2 separate regions of the Rattus norvegicus genome follow, and region 1 is linked to region 2. The links are chromatin contacts, called in public Hi-C maps. All regions are on one chromosome and are shown on one strand. Each heading gives the region's core, a stretch centred on a gene start, on an enhancer-like site or on the middle of the called end of the contact. The rest is flanking DNA. Distances are from core to core; before and after follow the strand shown. Region 1 overlaps Dnm3 (dynamin 3). Region 2 overlaps Dnm3 (dynamin 3).

Region 1 (3,548 bases), core at 250-2,749, 170 kb after region 2:
ACAATCTGTCTTTTTTAAATTGATAACATGAAGAGAGAGGTGTCTGACAGAACTAGTGAAATTCATTTAAAAGAGTGGTTCAGATTCCTCTCGGGGTCAGGCTTTACTCTCCCCATCTTGCTATTTAATTTAAAATAACTGAGGGCAATTATTTAAATGTGGTAATGAAAATGCTTCAACTTCTAAACCAGTGGATCTCAACCCTCCTAAGGCTGGGACCCTTTAATTCAGTTCCTCATGGTGTGGTGACCCCCAACCATAAGATCATTTTCATTGCTGCTTCATAACTGTAATTTTGCTACTGTTAGGAATCATAGTGTAAACTTCTGTGTTTTCCAATAGTCTTAGGTGAGCCCTGTGAAATGGTCATTTGACCCCAAAGTGAGTGGTGACTTACAGGTTGAGAACCATGTTCTAAACAAACTCTGGTTTCCTATTTTTTAAATTCCCCCCTTCCCAGCTGCAGTAACACTACTATTCCTTTACAGATGTGATCTAGTCTATCCAGTGGGTACATCTTAGAAAAACTATGAAATCTGAATTGTTGGAAATAAATTAACCCTTTTCACCAAGAAGCAATTGTCTTTACCTGTTTAATAAATATTATTGTGAGATGGTAAATATAGACTACGTGTGTAAATTCCATGTCCCTATGCTTGGGATTGTTTGGGTTCTTAATTGTTCTTAATGTCCTTTATAGGAAGATTCTGGAAGTTATCATAGAGTAACTGGAAGCACCATTCCTTCAGTTCTTAGCTTCGTCCTTATTTATGTCTACATCCATAGTAGATTTCAGTCTCTCTCCTTAAACTTGGCATCGCCTTGTTCTCTTCAAGTATGCTGAAGGGTAGGATATCCTCTAAGGGCACATTTTCTCTATATCAGGAAGTTATTGTCTAGGTAAAATTCTCTCTCTCTCTCTCTCTCTCTCTCTCTCTCTCTCTCTCTCTCTCTCTCTCTCTTACACACACACACACACACACACACACACACGTGCATTTGCACACACACTCAGCAGGGAGTGGTGGTCAGAAGGTCTTAAAACTAACTGGCAACTTTTCTTTTCTAATGATTGACACAGCTCAGGGTTGTATCTATCCGGTTTCCTGCAAATGCCGGAGGTAATGGAGTCCTGGTGTGTGAGCAGTCCGTCCAACTGAGAGATTCTTAAGTCCTGCTGCTGCTGCTTTCCTATGTATGACTGTGAGAAAAATAAATTATCCTCCTTGATCTTTATAAGTCATCTTTGTAAAACCTCTCTGAGCTATGGAGAGATTCCAAGCCTTTCTCGTTCATGTTTTTTTCTCATTAAATGACTGTGAGTTCACATAGACCAGGGACTTGGGTAAAATTAGCTTTGCATTCCCAGAGCTTGGCGTGGTGCCATTTTTTGAACCTTCTGCATTCCAGGCAATACGTGTGGCTCTCTGGAGCTGGTAGTGAACAATGGGAGTAAAGCTCCTAACCTCCTGGGGCTTACACTAAGGAACAGATGCCTAGATACGTAAGTGATTACGTACTGGAATCAGTGTTCCAAGGGAAAATCAGAAAGTGCCACGGGGGACTCTAACAGGAGAGGTCTGACTTCGGACTAGAAGGGGAATTCTGAAAATTCTGGGAGAAAAATGTTCTAATTGTGTTCAATCTTCTCACTGAGGGTGTGTAGGCCCTCGGTGGGAAAGAGCTGGCCTGGATGAAGCAGTGGGGGGAGGGTTAGGTCGTGGGAGTCAGATTGAGGACTACACTGAACCCCCGTGCAACTGTAGCTCCTGGCAGATTTAAGCAAGAGAGTAACAGGATCTGTCTTATCCTTTTAAGACTGTCCTGGGAGTGAGCTGTTTGTGAGAAAGCCCAAAGGGTAAGGGTTGAGGAGAGAGGGGAACAGTGAGAGGCCCCTACTGACCCTCAGGCCAGGCACAGGAATAGGGAGACAAAAGAAAGGGGCAGTGGGGCTGAGATACAAAATCCAATGAGCTTGGAGAAATTACTGAAAAGTATAACATGAAGAAAGGACAAGGGATTCCTCTTAGGCATCTGGTGGCACTGTAGATGGAGACAGGCTCTTAACTACAGATCACTAGAGCAAGAACCAATTTAAAGGGTGGAAGGAGTGGGTACCTGTGAACAGTGATTGCAGGATATAGTGACAAAGATAATGGCTTCCATACCTTTCAGAAGACTAAGAGAGTGATACTGACCATACTTTATAGGGGAAAGTTGATGCACCACAAGCAAATTAGTTAAACCACATGATACAACTGAGCCAATGGCCCAGACACTGCTATTATTACTATGACTGCTGTTTCATTATTAGTAATACTAATACATTACATTGCTAAATCTCTAACAAGAAAGCATCTGAATGTGATTACCAAAAAGCATATAATTTTAAGCAACCAATGTCTTACCAGGCAACAGACTGGACACATAATGTTTCATTGCATTTGGGTTTTGAGACTTCGCTGCATATTTCATAAGCTACCATACAAATAACTTTAAGTACTTACTAACCAAATCTTTATTATGAGAGTAACATTTAATTTATACTAATGTTTTTCTAAGCTGGATAATGTGAAGTGTTTTCAACAACAAAGAATTACATGTTCATAAAGTGGATACATATCAATATGTTTAAAAAGTCCAGAATGATTTGTGTTTGAAATATAAATAAATGGCAATGGACCTACTATAAGCCCCCCAAGGCAGACCTTGCAACAACACACCATGGTCTGCTCCTACCTTCTCCTGGCTCCAACTGAAATGTATCTCTCTAGGGAGTGTCTAGAGACAATGCAGAGAAGAGTGGTAAACACAATACAGGTATAGTGCTATTTATCATTGCATACATGTTTATGTACATATACATTCACATGCTATGTACACACATGAACATATGTTTACATACATAATCATCTCATCTTTAACCAGGCCTCATAAACCTTCCTGAACCAAAATGAAACATTGGGCATTCAGACTCCTCTGTGTTGTTTCCCTGGGTTGGAAACCTGGGTCAGTTGGTGAGTGCTTGCCTGGTGTACATAAAGTTCTGGGTCTGAACCTTAGCAATACAATGCATGAGTCAGATAGAGTAGTGCCCCAATCCCAGCATTATAGTGGTAAGTGCTGGATGATCAGAAGTTTAAAGCGATCCTTGGCTGTGTGGTGGGTTCAAAGTCAGCCTGTGATTCACGAAACAGGGATCAGGGCATGATTAACACATCACGAATCTACTTTTGGAACTCTGGGCTAAGGAGGCATAGAATTTATTCCTAGGGGGAGTTTTGGTGACCGCACATGCAGAGAGGGGTACAGACACTCAGGCCAGGGGTTGGCCCTGTGCTCCACATAGAAGATTCTTTAGCAGGCCATTGCCATTTCATTTCCTGTTTATTCTTGTTCTTAGGCACAGCAATTGAAACGCAAGTCTTTATGACGACTCATAACCTACAGATTCTCATAACCAGTGATAGACATCCAAAGTTCACGCCATGCACACAAGGCCAACATCACCTTTATGCTTCATCTACTGAACTAAGCTTCTTAAAGAG
Region 2 (3,703 bases), core at 581-3,080:
GCCTGAACTCAACTTTGTAGCCAAGCCTGGCCTTGAATTCGTGATCCTTCTGCCTCTACCCCCCAAGTTTATGGGGCTGGAGGTCCACCTTCATGTTAGCTCATCGAGGTTTTCAGGCTTCCCCTGAAGCTTTGGATAGGTTTGCAGTAGAGTATCTAGGCTCTTCGCTTTCCCCTCTCTCGGTTACTGTGTTAGCCTTCCCATCGAAGCATCCGGAAAGGGTGCTGCCTAGGGGTGACTCACACGTTGACCTGTGTGTTTATGGGGTTCCCATAAGAGCAGTGAGAAGAGTAATTATACCTTGTCTCATTTTCTGGTGCTTAGATCATTCCCTGTGTGGGCCATTTCCTCTCTCTGAGCAATGGAAACCAGGAGGCCCCACTACCACCGATGCTGAGACGGAGAATCTGGCTAATTGCCATTTTGATTACCGCTCCCCCTACCTTCTCCCCCCCACCCCCCTCGAATGGAACAGGTTCATGTGGTTCATGCGAACTGATTATTTTGACTGAAAAACAAAGAGTGGATATTTCTCAGTGCTTGTTGGGCAATGCTTAAAAATAAGGAACTAGAGCACTCCGCATTCAGTGTTCGTGGTTTTGCCTGTCGTGGCTCCGATACTTAAAGAGCAGTCAGTCGCAAAGAATGAGCCCGTGGCTCAGGGAGAGTTCCTGAATACCTCATGGCTTTCGACATTGCCCTAGGCTGGAGTTCTGTTTTGGGCTAGAGTTGCCATGTGATCTAAACATGTAAATGCTCAAGTAATGTGGCATCCATAAACATGGAGTGTCTCTCAGACCCGGAGCCTTTCCAGAAAACCCCACTCTGGCACTGACAACTCGAGCTTGACCAGAAGTGTAATATCCTTGGCAACAGAGTCAGCGAACCAGATGGGGTCCATTTGGCAACTAAAGGGTGTAAATACGTGTTTAGATTCAGAGGTTTCCTCGGACAATGCTTCCAATATGTTGGCATGGGTAAGCTAAGGAATTTTAACGCCGGGCGGGCACTTAAAAATTCTCTGTTTAAGCAGCAATAAATGTATGGCAAGCAGGCAGAGCCATCAAGCCCTCAGCTAACTCCCGATCGCCTTTCTTCTGCTCCGCAGTTAGGTGTCCCGGGCACATTCACAGAACAAGATACTGCCCTGACAACTTTGTTTTAAACTTCCTGTCTGTCTTGTAAGGTTTTTCCAAGTCTCACGTTTAATCTTTCATAGTAGCTGGTGAGTTGGAGGAAAGGAAAAGGGTGGGGGGAGGGCTTCCCGCTGCCTATTCTTAGAGTTTGCTGCTTGGATAAAAGTTAGACATGAAAGAGGTGCAATTCGCACACCGTGAGTCTCTGAGGCCTTTGAAAAATACGCTGTCGAACCAGGAATGCCTGAGTTTTTTGAAAACCGCGCTTTCCTTCCAGCGAGGGGAATTGAAAGAGCTTGGTGGTGAAACTCGAGCCCTCGCTGGCTCATGTGCGTCCCTAAGTCTGGATGTCTATTTACACATGGTAGAGTATTTCCCCCCTTTCTCGGAGCTGACACCAACTTGTATATAGGAACATTTGGTGGATTACAGCTGGTGACAGTTTGCTGCTGACTGGCCACAGGAAAATTAATCAGCATCAGCTATGCCTTTTCCCTGGCCGGTGCCTCTTTTGCCAGACTCCGGTCTTGGCTGTCTTCCTCTATCAACCAGGTGAACCCTAGGGCAGAACTGGGCACCCCGAGATGCAAAGGGGCTTGTCCTGCAGTGATGGAGCTTAGCCATGAAAGAGCTCCAAAGGGAACAATGTCTGAGCTATTCGTTCCTGACACAGACAGGGAAGCAAGCAGTGGTGTTTGCTTAGCTGAAGGCCTGTCACCCTCTGCTTGGCTAACTGTAGCCTTCGGTAGGAGGAGCTGTCTCCTGCCTGCATTTATGGTATTTACATTTTGCATGACGTGAATCTTTTCTAATTTCCCTTTTCGTTTTTACTTTCCTGTAACATAGGATATGTGGGAAAGATTCAGACACAATGAGGAGAGAGAGGCAGATGCGGGTCTATCTACACACTGCCACAGAGTTCACACATTTCGACCTTGGAGACGCTGGTGCTGTATGAGGGCCTCGCCTAAGCAGACCGTCAGGCATCTAGGCTGTGGCTAGATGGAAATGTCTGTGTAAAATCCACTCTACTTTGCTAGACCCAAGGAGGAAACCACCAAAATAATTTGACTTTCACTTAAACCATATTGAAAACAGGATCTGAAGAGTGAAAGAAACCTTGGACATTAACCATTGCTTTTCATTGTCATAAGAATTGAAACAGTGTACTGGAATAGGAACCGTCCTGGAAATAGAGCGGGCTTTTGGAGGTATATTTAATAGAGAGCCTTAGATTAAAGCGGACGCTTTTTTTAGAGAGCAGTGGTTGAAATTTTAGTTTCATTAAAATACTGTGAACTCCTCGTGACAACTCGCGTTGAACCTGCAGCAAATCATTAATTACATCTGGAGGTTTCGGCACCAGTTCCTTTTTAATAACACGGTTGCCTCATGAGGTGCCTGGAATCTAAGAATTTGTGAGAACAACTTAAAGTTGTTCTGTTTTTAGCAATTATATTTAAGCCATAATATAGTTTTGTTTTTTTTTAACTTTTAAAATCTAGTTGCTAAAAAAATAAAAACAGTTCCCTGATCATCCAGAATGTCTGAGTATGGTTTTTATTTTTTCTTTAAGGAGGGCTGGCTAGTCAGGAGAAACAGAGTGCTCGCAGCAGCTGACATCACAAATCACAAGGTGATTTCACCGTTTGTCCCAGTGACACTCGGCTGCTAAAGACACCACAGTTTGAGAGGGCTGTCAGGAGAGGAGAGGGTAAGTCAGGATGTTTCCGTGGGTGACCGCAGGGAGTGACACCCAGGCTAGTCACACGGGCTGCTCAGTTTCCATGAACTCTGAGCCCAGCGACTTCAAGGCTCAACAGCTTCCTCCTTCACAGCACCAAACCTTGATGTGAGGAATGCAAAGATAGAAGAGTGATGGGTTTGTGGTTTGTCCTGGCTTGAAATTTAGGGAACTGCATAACAAGGACAACAGAAACCTCAAATAAAACCAGCAGAAGTCGTACCCAAAATAGAAAGGATGCTGTACCAATGGTAACTTATGACAATGAGACCTATGAAAGAGTTGGGGATACGATCAGGCAGTGCGAAGCCATTGAGATCAGAGACCAAACATTTAAAACTAAATTATGACGAAAGTCATTTGGCCTTAACTTTTGTAATATGGGGGCATCAGTTGTTTTGGAAAGGGGGCATGTACGTCTTCCTGCACAGCTGTGTGCTCTGGTAAGTCAAAGAAACCATGGAAAACACCATTGAGGAACTGGGCAAAGTCTTGATGCACACACCGTGAAGGCTTTGTCTTCCTTACAGGGCTCACAAGAACATCGCTTGATGGACCAGTTCTTGATTTCAGTCATCTAGGTGAGCTAAAGCAAAAGCCAAATGGAGTGAACCAGGCCTGGCCATCTTAGAAACTGTCAGAGATGGCGAATAAGAATGGGTTGGAGAAAGTTCTTCTCTACTCTTTTAAAAGTGGGATATTGAGTGGTGAGGTAGATGAAGTTTGCTCTCCCTTGGCTAGGGCTAGAGACCCTTCCTCCCACCCTTATCCTTTTTGATCCTTGCAAAAGAGCTTTGTCCTAGGGAAGGGGCGGGTGTGGGTG

The links. A called contact is a pair of places that touch in the nucleus more often than the background predicts.
Region 1: a Hi-C map of the A7r5 cell line shows a contact between it and region 2, with 3 times the contacts expected there. The contact joins two enhancer-like sites. A contact is called at or near these places in 4 of 12 Hi-C or Micro-C datasets (the A7r5 cell line, the Rat2 cell line, liver and 1 more).

What each region holds. Positions count from the first base shown.
Region 1 is chr13:77,081,057-77,084,604 of GRCr8, forward strand. All of the region lies in intron 15 of Dnm3 (dynamin 3), which reads right to left. Among named protein-coding and RNA genes, the nearest start is that of Mir199a2, 33 kb to the right of the region's middle. Within about 2 kb of position 1,500, at least 22 of the 93 cell types and tissues checked have an H3K27ac peak or open chromatin away from gene starts, as enhancers often do. A contact at or near this core is called in the A7r5 cell line, where this site is marked.
Region 2 is chr13:76,910,436-76,914,138 of GRCr8, forward strand. The region is part of intron 20 of Dnm3 (dynamin 3); the gene reads right to left. It overlaps LOC102554129 (a long non-coding RNA gene), which reads left to right. Exons shown (of 4, transcript XR_010057247.1): 2 at 1-3,703. Among named protein-coding and RNA genes, the nearest start is that of C13h1orf105, 23 kb to the left of the region's middle. Within about 2 kb of position 1,831, at least 29 of the 93 cell types and tissues checked have an H3K27ac peak or open chromatin away from gene starts, as enhancers often do. A contact at or near this core is called in the A7r5 cell line, where this site is marked.